Regions from separate parts of the Zea mays genome. Here region 1 is linked to region 2. Evidence: chromatin contacts called from public Hi-C data. All regions are on one chromosome and are shown on one strand. The core of a region is the stretch at or near the end of the contact, and the rest is flanking DNA. Distances in the headings are between cores, read along the strand shown. Region 1 has its middle 35 kb from the start of LOC109942906. Region 2 holds the start of LOC109942906 (wall-associated receptor kinase-like 1).

Region 1 (5,131 bases), core at 2,461-4,960, 33 kb before region 2:
TTGTATTGAATGCTATAGCTCTTGTAAGGTGTAGAAGTGTAGAAACTTGGATACCATTGAATGTGGGGTGGTTGGGGTATTTATAGCCCCAACCACCAAAAATGGCCGTTGGAAGTGTGATGTCGCATGGCGCACCGGACAGTCCGGTGCGCCAGCCACGTCAGCAGACCGTTGGGGTTCGACCGTTGGAGCTCTGACTTGTGGGGCCTCTAGGCTGTCTGGTGGTGCACCGGACAGGTCCTGTAGACTGTCCGGTGCGCCTTCTCGTGCGTGCCTGACTTCTGCGCGCTCTGGCACGCATTAAATACCGTTGCAGGTGACCGTTGGCGCGGAAGAAGCCGTTGCTCTGCTGGCACACCGGACAGTCCGGTAAATTATAGGGGAGCGCCCTTGGAATTTCCCGAAGGTAGCAAGTTCAGCGTTGAGCGCCCTGGTGCACCGGACACTGTCCGGTGGCACACCGGACAGTCCGCTGCGCCAGACCAGGGTGCCTTTGGGTTGTCTTTTGCTCTCTTTGTTTGAACCCTTTCTTGGTCTTTTTATTGACTTATTGTGAACCTTTGGCACCTGTAAAACTTATAGACTGGAGCAAACTAGTTAGTCCAATTATTTGTGTTGGGCAATTCAACCACCAAAATCAATTAGGAAAAGGTGTAAGCCTAATTCCCTTTCACCTCCAAGAGTAACAAGCCGATGACGCTTGCTCGGTGTACCACCTAGTGCCTCAAGAATCACCAATGGATGCAAATGCACTAGGAACACTCAATCTCTCACTAGAATGCAATCTCAAGCAAGGAGTGTGAGAGAATGAGTTGGAGGATCACAAATGAGCTCAATGTGTGCAAGGAATGGCCAAGAGAGCCCTCACACACGAGCTCCCCTTCTATTTATAGTCCCCCACTGAAATCCAACCGTTATGTGCAAACAACACATTTTCTGCGCACACGCGGACGGTCCGCGCCCTAGGACCGGACGGTCCGCCGTACACATAACGGCTATTTTTCCCGTTTGAAATCTGTCAGAGCTGTCAGAAAAGTAAGGTCCGGACAGTCCGCCCACCTTGGCCGGACCATCCGCGACCTGGCAACTTGGAGCACCAGAGCTCTGACCAAGAGGAGTTAACACATGCGGACCGTCCGCCTACAAGGCCGGACGGTCCATGACCTGGGAGTCAGTAATGTTCGGGCATATCCTCCGGACAGTCCGTAGTACAAACCCCAAAAACCACACCGTCCCTGTCCAAACCAAATTTGGCACCTGTGGACGGTCCGCCCTACAAGGCCGGACTGTCCGCATAATAATTCAGGGACTGTGCCGAGAGCAACCTTCTCTGGTCAGGACTACGGACGGTCCGGCCCCAAGGCTCGGACGGTCCGCAGTATAAAAGAACAGGACCTGTCAGAAGTGACACACTTTGGACCCTACTAGAGGATCGCAGACGATCCGCCCACATGGCCCGGATGGTCCGCCTATCCTAAGACTTAGCATTTTTCAAACACGCTTTTGAAAAGATTTTTAACTCTTTAAATTGGAAGCGCTGTTAGTCCTCATGCAAATGCAACCACTAGATGCTCTATGAGGCACTAAGTTTTACACAGATCAAAGTCATTGACCCCTCTTAATAGTATGGCTATCTAGCCTACTAATCCGGTCAAGTATCTTCTCTAAACTCCTGGAGACCGGCAAAAAACAAAACCTATGTTATACCTTTGCCTCCACTTGATCCACAACCAATGCTTATAAATCTCCAAGATTTTCTGTTCTATGTGGTCCAATCCTGCATTCTTATTTCTCCAAGAACCGTTAGTCCACAAACAGTCGTCATTAATTACCAAAACATCACTAAGGGGCCTAGATGATTCACACCTAGTCGAACTCATTCAACATTGTCAATATTACCAAACCGAGTAAGTACCTCAATATGTCCTCATTTGATCTTCGATTTGTCGAAGTCCACGTGACTTGGTTTTGTAGGACCAATGATAGTGTTATCGTCCTCAATGTCGATGCCATCACTGTCTTTGGATGGATCCACAGTAGCAACTTTGGTCTGGGAGGCAGTAGCTTTTGTTGCCAAGGATAAGTCTTCAATCTTTGTTTCAGGGGCAGATTGCTCTTCAACCATTTCTAATGAAAATGCGGCTAGCTAAGGCTGGTTCAAAGGCAGCAAAGGCGTTCGAAGCAAGTTTCGAAGGCAGAGTAGGCTCTAACAAGCGCAAATAGCAAATGCCTTGTCAATGTCACCAGGCATCGTTCCTTTTTATACGAACAACTTTTGAAATTTAACTGTTGCGCTCTTTGAATGTCGGACCCCACTAATCAGAGTGGTCCCAAAGTAACTATTCATAACGAGCTTCGGGAAGGTGTTTTTTCGGACCTTCGATGCAAGGTCTCCGAATTATGTTTTTGCGATCTAAGCTCGTTATGAAGAAACGAACTCATTCCGCAAGGGGCTACTGTTGGGGCCTGCCTTACCAAAGGTTCTCAAAATGCCTTTGCTTCGGTATAAGAAAATGTGTTTCAGACGTATAGTGAAGGACAGACGAAGCTGGCCTTCAACCGAAGCGATGTGTAAAGAAGCTTCGTCCATACATGCAAGGAACGAAGGTGCAAGCCGATGTCGCTAGCCTCGGCATGGAGAAAGCTTCGAGTGCAAAGCGACAAAGGAGAAGAAGTATAAGACTTGGACAGCAAGAAAGAAAGAGAAAAGGTAGTGATGTCCCTGCATCATTTGTAAATCATGTGTATAAACTTTGTTGGCATGTTGGTAATTTTCTACGAAACTGTTCAAATTCTCTATAAATAGGTGAACAGTGGCCTACATAAATTGACCTTTTTTTAGGGTCTTAAGCTTTGTTTCGCTCAACCTTCGAAGTATATTATAGTTATCTTGTGCAAAGAAGCTGAAAGTGTGTTTGTAAACTTGTCTAATACAAAGGAAGATGGAATAAAAAAAATGATAACACATAAGAGATGAGTCTCATACTTTATTATCCATTGTTATTTCGTTTAATACTATTTCATTCACATCTACTTTCAAAACCTTCGTCCCGAAGCTAACACTTCGAAAAAAATGATAAATTAAGGATGAAGATTCAAACTTCTCAACTTGTGTTGCCTTATTTTTGATGTCACATAGTAATTGAAACCAAGTGACCAACCGTTAGGGCATGTACAACCATGACACTGCTGCACGATACTCTAAATATAAGACAGTTAAAATATAATGTAATACAGTGACCGTATCTAAAACATGTGTCTTATTATATTCATTGCACCATTCAGAGCATTCAATAAATTAATTTGATCAATAATCTAGTCCTCTATCTTAAACATAGAACCAAGACACAGTGTCTTCGTCAAGAGACGTATTTTAGTTTTTTTATATTTACCTTTTAGACACAACTCATAACACTCTTTGTAAATGTCCTTGGTAGGAGTGTGGGACATGCTTCGCTGCGTCACAAGTTGAGAGTGAAGCGGACAGTTGGAGTGTGGAACCACGAGGGGCACAACCACTGTGGGCGTATAATTACCGTTTAGATTCTTGACAGCCAAGACCGGCAGGTCAAAGGATCAGCTGGAGAGATCTGCGGCGAAACAGCTTTTCGCTGAGAGGTCAGATGGCGAGATCTCAAAGCAATAGGAGTCCTTTCGTCTCGCCTTTCGGGCCCTGCCCTCTTCATGATGATGCTCAGATGCAGGCTCTCGACACGCATGCACTGCACCATCTATACATCAAATCGAAGGCCTCCTTTTCTCCTTTTGCACACGTCATCAACTCATGATACGGTGAGTTGCTTCATGGGCCTCCTTTTTAAAACAAACAAGAAAAAAATAGATGCTTCCAAATATAGGTGTACATTCGGGCCGCCCGGCCTGGCCCGGCCTAAGCCTGAAAAGGCCCGTATTGTTTGAATTTCGGGCCGACCCGGCCCGTTTGAATTTCGGGCCGTGCCGGGCCGGCCCATGGGCCTAGCCCTCGGCCCACGACCCGACCCGTAATTGCTTAAACGTGCCGGGCTCATTTCGGGCGGCCCGAAATTATAAAAGCCCGAAATTCACATTAAGGCCCGAAATTCAATTTTTGGTCCAAAATTCACATTAGAGCCCTAAATTCAAAAAAATAATAAAACAAATAAAAGATAAGACAAATAAATTTAAACAAAATCAAACTTAATATTTGTATTAATTAAAGTTACCACAGCTATGCAATGACTACCTCGTTTATAAATCATTTTGTTAGAAGGAAAAAGAGTATAACTAGCTCTATACAAAGTTCGTAAGTTCAGTTTATTGTCTAATGTTCATAACAAAAGCAAAATTACATCACACACTCTAATTCAAAGCTACAAAAAACATCTAACTAGCATTATCTCTAGCTTTGTGTTCTTTATCAAGTATATGAAAGTGTGGAATGAAGTGTGGTTTTAATAAATATATGGGCCTTTTCGTGCCTCTATATGGGCCATTTCGTGCCTGCCTTAAACGGGTCGTGCTCGTGCCCGCCCATGGGCCGTGACCTCGGCCCAAACCCGGCCCGATATAACGGGCCGTGCCGGCCCGGCACTAAATTATTTCGTGCCGTGCCGTGCCTGGGCCGTGCTTTTTTTCCGTGCTTCGGGCCGGCCCATCAGGCCCGGCCCAAATGTACACCTATACTTCCAAACAAGCGTTCAACTTTGAAACAAAGGAATAACTAAAACCTCTATATACGGAATATAAAAATCGTTCTTGCAGTTTTCTGCGCTTTAGGCCATATTGGGAGGTCAAGTATTTTTTTGAAATAATCCTATGGTTTTGATGATATTGTGGTATTTGAAGCCAAAAGTTATTTGATTGATATAGTCAAAACACAGTTTTATATAACATGGTCGATCTAAAAATTTTGGTATTTTTTGGAATCTTAGAAACTTCATTCAAAACCTTAGTTTTCTTCTGTCCCCTCTCTATGCGTACTTCAGTTTTTCAATTGATTCAAACTAGGGATGGCAATGGAGAATTCCTCGTTAAGTTTTAGCTCTCCATCCCCACGGGGTCCTAGGAACACTTGGGGAGTATTTCTTTCACATCCCCGTTCTCCGCGGGGATAAATCTTTATCGGGGATCTCTGTCCCGCTTAAATTATAAC
Region 2 (5,337 bases), core at 2,009-4,508:
TATGATATATATAAGTGGGTGTTGGGCTATTAGAGCTTAAAACAAAATATCCTTTCCAAATCAATTGCATTTCAATAAAAAAAGTCTAGTTACAGAAAAACCTGGGAAGCGCAAAAGGTTTGCTAAACTTGATTTTTCTAGTGAATGTCAAATGATAAATAAACAATATTTGGTTGACAAAGCATACAAAAACAATAAAGATCAAGCCCCTAGAAGCATAAACGGAGAAGATGGAGCTTACACCATAAAAGGCAGCCATGCCTCCATAGAGTAGACCATGCCTACTTTATGATAAGTGTCATTCAACTTCATATGGCTGAAGAATAGATTCCTTATTTTTATTTTATCTTCACCAAATTATTCAAGTGGTCTTCATAGTGCTATTAAGGAGCTTAATTGAAATATAATGACTATCCCCTACAACATAGCAAGGGTATTATTATAATGTGCATGACCATTTCATCCCTTACTCATATGCAGTTAGTGCATATTGTACATGCTTAATAGGATCATACATAATAAGCAGTAATTTTAAATTCATAGCCTACCATTGTTGCTTGTTTGGTTGATTTAAACTAGTGGTAGAATACGAGTTTATTCATAAGCTAGTGAACACATGTACTTGATCTATTTTGCATTGCAATTAAGTTACAAGTGCAACCTCAATAAGATAACCGCTAAAAACATGTGAAGAATCTTAGAGAGGGTTCAAACCAAACTTAGAAGCTTATGCCAATCATTTAGTTCAAGAAAAAAAGAATGAAGCTCATGCAAACAATATAGTTAAGAAGGTTACAATGACAAATATCCTACAAGTGGTATCACCTAACTATACATGATAGCAACTTCACATCGGTTCCTTCACATGGTATCTAGATTATCACAATCCTAAAAAAGGTCAAAATGTTATAAGTGGTATATAGTACAACATATCGAGTGGTGTGAACTGGTGGTTCCACAAGTGATCCTCGTCCTAAAGTGATCATCAAATCAAGAAACTCGGCAATCACCTACAAGAACTTAAGTTTGGCATATGATATAACTATATAGTAAAGGCATGTACAACCTTGAGCCCTTGGAATGGGTTTCCAAGTATAAGAGACAACTAAAAGACTGCAGGATACACTACACCAAAATAGTGAACTCCCTAGAGCATAAACCCTAGGAAGTTAGCCCTAAACTCTAGGAAGTTAGCTAAACTCTCGGAAGTTAAACCATCCCGTCGGAAGTTTGGCTCTCGAAAAATTTTTTGTCAGAGTTTAGCTTAACTTCCTAGAGCCCTCTAGAAAGTTAGCTAACTTCCTACAGCCAAATAAGACTCTCAGAAGTTAATAGGTTCTCGGAAGTTAGTAGCGTCAGCGCCGTCAGCTGACTAACTTCCTACGACTAACTTCCTACGGCTGACTGTAGCCTGGCTAACTTCCTACGGCTGACTGTAGCTGGCTAACTTCCTATGGCCCAATAAGCCTCTAGGAAGTTAATTTGACCAGCATTACAAATGTTGTTTATTTTTATTTTACACCACATTCCACAATATAACAAATATATCAACAGCTATATAACACAACATATTTTCACATAAAACATCTCACACACAATCACATAACAATATTTAAATCCATAGTCTCATCAATTATATCACAAAAGTCTCATCTATAGTCATAATAAGACACATCTCGTCCAGTACTAATAAGAGACAATATCTCATACATAGTTATAATAAAAGTCTCAAGTATCAGAACACAATAACATGGAATCTCACGGTCGCCGATCACCATCGGTTTACAGTGACGAGTGATGGTCGATACCTCCACTAGCGAAGAGGGTTTCGACAAAGTCTAACACATCTTCTCGTTCATGTGTCGTCAAGGTAGCTGGAGGGGTCTAATATACATGTACAAATGATATTTGTTGAGTTACATCATAATATAACTAACAACAAGTAAATGATGATGAATTTGCATACCTGATGTTCGGTAGATGGAGATGTAGGTGTACGTGGAGGTGAAGACCAAGGATAATGAATGGGAGGTGGTGGTGGGGGGGGCACCGGGACGTGTATCCCTTGGGCCTGTGGTAGTTGCTACAAATTTGTCGAACTCATTCACATCAGCGTTTTAAATTAATACATATCCTAAAGTGAAAGCTATTATCTTTTAAATTTACTTGTATGAGTGTTTGCTGTTGTTGAATCTGTGTAGCATAATATTCATGTTGAGTAGCTTGTTGCTTCAAGTAATCCTGATGTCGCCTAAGTTCTTCTCGCAGTTGCTTCACTTCTGCTGGATCTTGAATGGAGTGATGGGAGCTACGAGCAGCAGACCTCGACGAACCTCCACGCTGAACCCTCACCTGGCTCGAGACGATGACGTTAGCAAACATTGTCTACCTGCCATCCTGATCTGGGAACTGGGCAACGATACCTACGATGTTGTGACGAAGAAAAAGGATTCCTATGCTTGCCTCAGCGCTAACAACGTGTGCGTCAATTCCAGTAGTGGAGGCTACCTCTGTAGCTGCAGCCAAGGATTCAAGGGCAATCCTTACCTTCCTGATGGATGCCAAGGTCGGTGTTGCAAGTGTGTGTATCTTTTTTGGTTCATGTGTGCAAGTACAACAAAGAATTCCTCAAAACAAATATATGCATACGGTATCCTTGGGATCTATATACTCTGTATGTATGTATACAAACATTGATGAGTGTGTTGCTAAACCACCTCCATGCGCTGGATGCAAGAACACACCTGGAGGTCACGATTGTCCGACACCCTTGAACGTTGCGACGCTACTATCTGTGGGTAAGCACAGTTTTCTCTTCTATATGTTTGAGGCTTAGTGTTTCAGAGCCCATTTAATTCTCATCAGACACACTAGGGAATAAAATGAAAATTCACAAAAGCTGTCACAGGACAGGACGGGAGAGCATGAACATACTACCATCAGTTCAGTTGGATAGACTCTAATAACCAAGGATAATAATATAGCTATTGGATCTATTTTGTTTCTAAAAAACAATATCCACCAATATCATTATTGTCAATGTAACTAACTTGCTATTGTTAATTAGATATCTCAATGGCCACACCATATTAATTTCACCAGACGCACTAGGGAAAAAATGAATCCTAGAAACTCTTAATAATTAGAAACGTCTATCATTAATTTGATAAACTCTAATCATTGTCTCCGATAGTAGCCATTCGAATTATTGTAACTCTTTGAACAAATTATCCATGAGAGGAAGAAGCTGGCCAAAATCAAGCGGAAGTATTTCCAACAACACGGTGGGATGCTTCTGCTGCACGAGATAAGCCTAAAGCAAGGAACTGCCTTCACCGTCTTCACAGAAGCAGAGCTCATCGAGGCGACTGACAACTTCGCTGACAAGAACATCCTCGGCCGCGGTGGCTTCGGCACCGTCTATAGGGGCCTGTTCAAGGACGACGGTGTCGTCGCGGTTAAACGGTGCGTCTCGTTGATGGCCAGCGAGCAGCAGAAGAAGGAGTTCGGCAAGGAGATGCTCATCCTCTCCCAGATCAACCACAAGAACATCGTCAAGCTCCTGGGCTGCTGCCTCGAAGTGGAGGTCCCGATGCTAGTCTACGAGTTCATCGCCAAAAATTGCAGAGAAGCTAGTTGTACGTGTGCCTAGTAGTATCCCCGAGGCACGAGAAGGTGGCGAGGCAAGAACTGACCTTTGCGTCATCGATCTCCGGCAAGACTGGTGGGCTGTCGGAGAGAGAGTCGCCGCCGTTGAGTGGGCCGCTGCTGTGCGAGAACACGGCGGGCGGGGCCAGGGTTGGGCACGTCGGCGGGCGCGACGGACGGGGGCATGGTCGAGAGGGGCGGGCGGAGGCGGGAGCGGGCGCGCTGACGGGGGCGTGCGGCGGCGGCTTTGGTCCTGGTGGAAGACATGGGAGGGAGAAAGGAGAGTGAGAAGATGATAAGATTGAGTAGTGGTTTAAGATAAAAAATATAACTTCCTAGAGTAAAGCTGTAGGAAGTTACTTAACTTCCTAGAGGTTGTACATGTACTCTAGGAAGTTAATTAACTTCCTAGAGCAGGTCGTAGGAAGTTAGCTTTTTGTTTGACTGGTCAAAAGCTGAAATCTAACTTCTTAGAGGAGGCCGTAGAAAGTTAGCATGTGCAGCTAACTTCCTAGAGGCGGTCGTAAGAAGTTAGCGGCTCGTTTGACCGCACCCGCAGATCAGCAACTGAAAGCTAACCTCCTAGAGAAGGCCGTAGGAAGTTAGCTGCCCATGCTAACTTTCTACGGCTGCCTCTAGGAAGTTAGCGGCTCGCTTAACCGCACACACGGGTCAGCATATGAAAGCTAACTTCCTATAACTTTTATAAAATATCGTAGGAAGTTATGTTTATTTCTTAGAGCTACCAGTTGTCTCTCGAAAGTTATTTATTTCCTATGGTTTGTTATAAAAGCTGTAGAAAGTTAAAAAATCGTAGGAAGTGTATGATTTTGGTGTAGTGATACAACACTAAGCCCATAAATAATAATTGCAGCCAAGATACAGAATGTATAAAGAATCGTCTAGAAACGAGTTCTTCACGAAGAGTATGTCTCTTGATTTTTTCACTTAATCCACTAAAGACTAAAAAAACCTCTTGTTTAATTAGGTTGTACATACCTAAGAGCTACTCCCTCCGTTTCATTTTAGTTATCGCTGGATAGTGCAAAATTGAACTATGCAGCGATAACTACAAAGAAACGGAGGGAGTATTGTTTAAGTCTGAGCTCGCATGTTTGGCGTTTGGCTCAGCAGTAGAAGTAGATATCACAGGTGGTTCTCACAAATGATGCAGACGGCGACGACATAACTGGAGCACACGGGTATTGGAGTCTACACACGCCGCGCTTCATAAAAAAAAGGATTGAAGGGAGGACCAAAAAAGAGACGAAGAAGGTGGAGGGGAGCGCGGTGTGGAGAGATTCCCCGACAGCAAAATCTAGAGAGGAAAAGCGATTCCCGTGCCGGCGAGCCACCCTCCTCTCCTCCTTCATCAGTCGTCACGCACGCCTGCGGCCTGCCTGCCTGCCTCAGTCCTGACACCATCCATACTAGGAGCCGTCCCTGTCCTGCGAGCCGTCAGAGGATTGCCTCCTCCTCTCTCTCTCTCTCTCTCTCTCTCTCTCTCTCTCTCTCTCTCTCTCTCTCTCTCTCTCTCTCTCTCTCTCTCTCTCTCTCTCTCTCTCTCTCTCTCTCTCTCTCTCTCTCTCTCTCTCTCTCTCTCTCTCTCTCTCTCTCTCTCTCTCTCTCTCTCTCTCTCTCTCTCTCTCTCTCTCTCTCTCTCTCTCTCTCTCTCTCTCTCTCTCTCTC

Evidence for each region. Hi-C and Micro-C count contacts between places; a contact is called where the count stands out from the background.
Region 1: a Hi-C map of ear shows a contact between it and region 2, with 2.5 times the contacts expected there. The contact joins the enhancer-like site here to the promoter of LOC109942906 in region 2. A contact is called at or near these places in 5 of 25 Hi-C or Micro-C datasets (ear, leaf, seedling and 2 more).

What each region holds. Positions count from the first base shown.
Region 1 is chr10:121,518,555-121,523,685 of Zm-B73-REFERENCE-NAM-5.0, reverse strand. No RefSeq gene overlaps it. Among protein-coding and RNA genes, the nearest start is that of LOC109942906, 35 kb to the right of the region's middle. Within about 2 kb of position 3,710, at least 9 of the 20 cell types and tissues checked have an H3K27ac peak or open chromatin away from gene starts, as enhancers often do. A contact at or near this core is called in ear, seedling and tassel, where this site is marked.
Region 2 is chr10:121,484,429-121,489,765 of Zm-B73-REFERENCE-NAM-5.0, reverse strand. LOC109942906 (wall-associated receptor kinase-like 1) reads left to right here and starts at 3,258. Exons shown (of 2, transcript XM_020545473.1): 1 at 3,258-3,631; 2 at 3,721-3,936. The coding sequence starts at 3,290. The coding sequence ends at 3,936.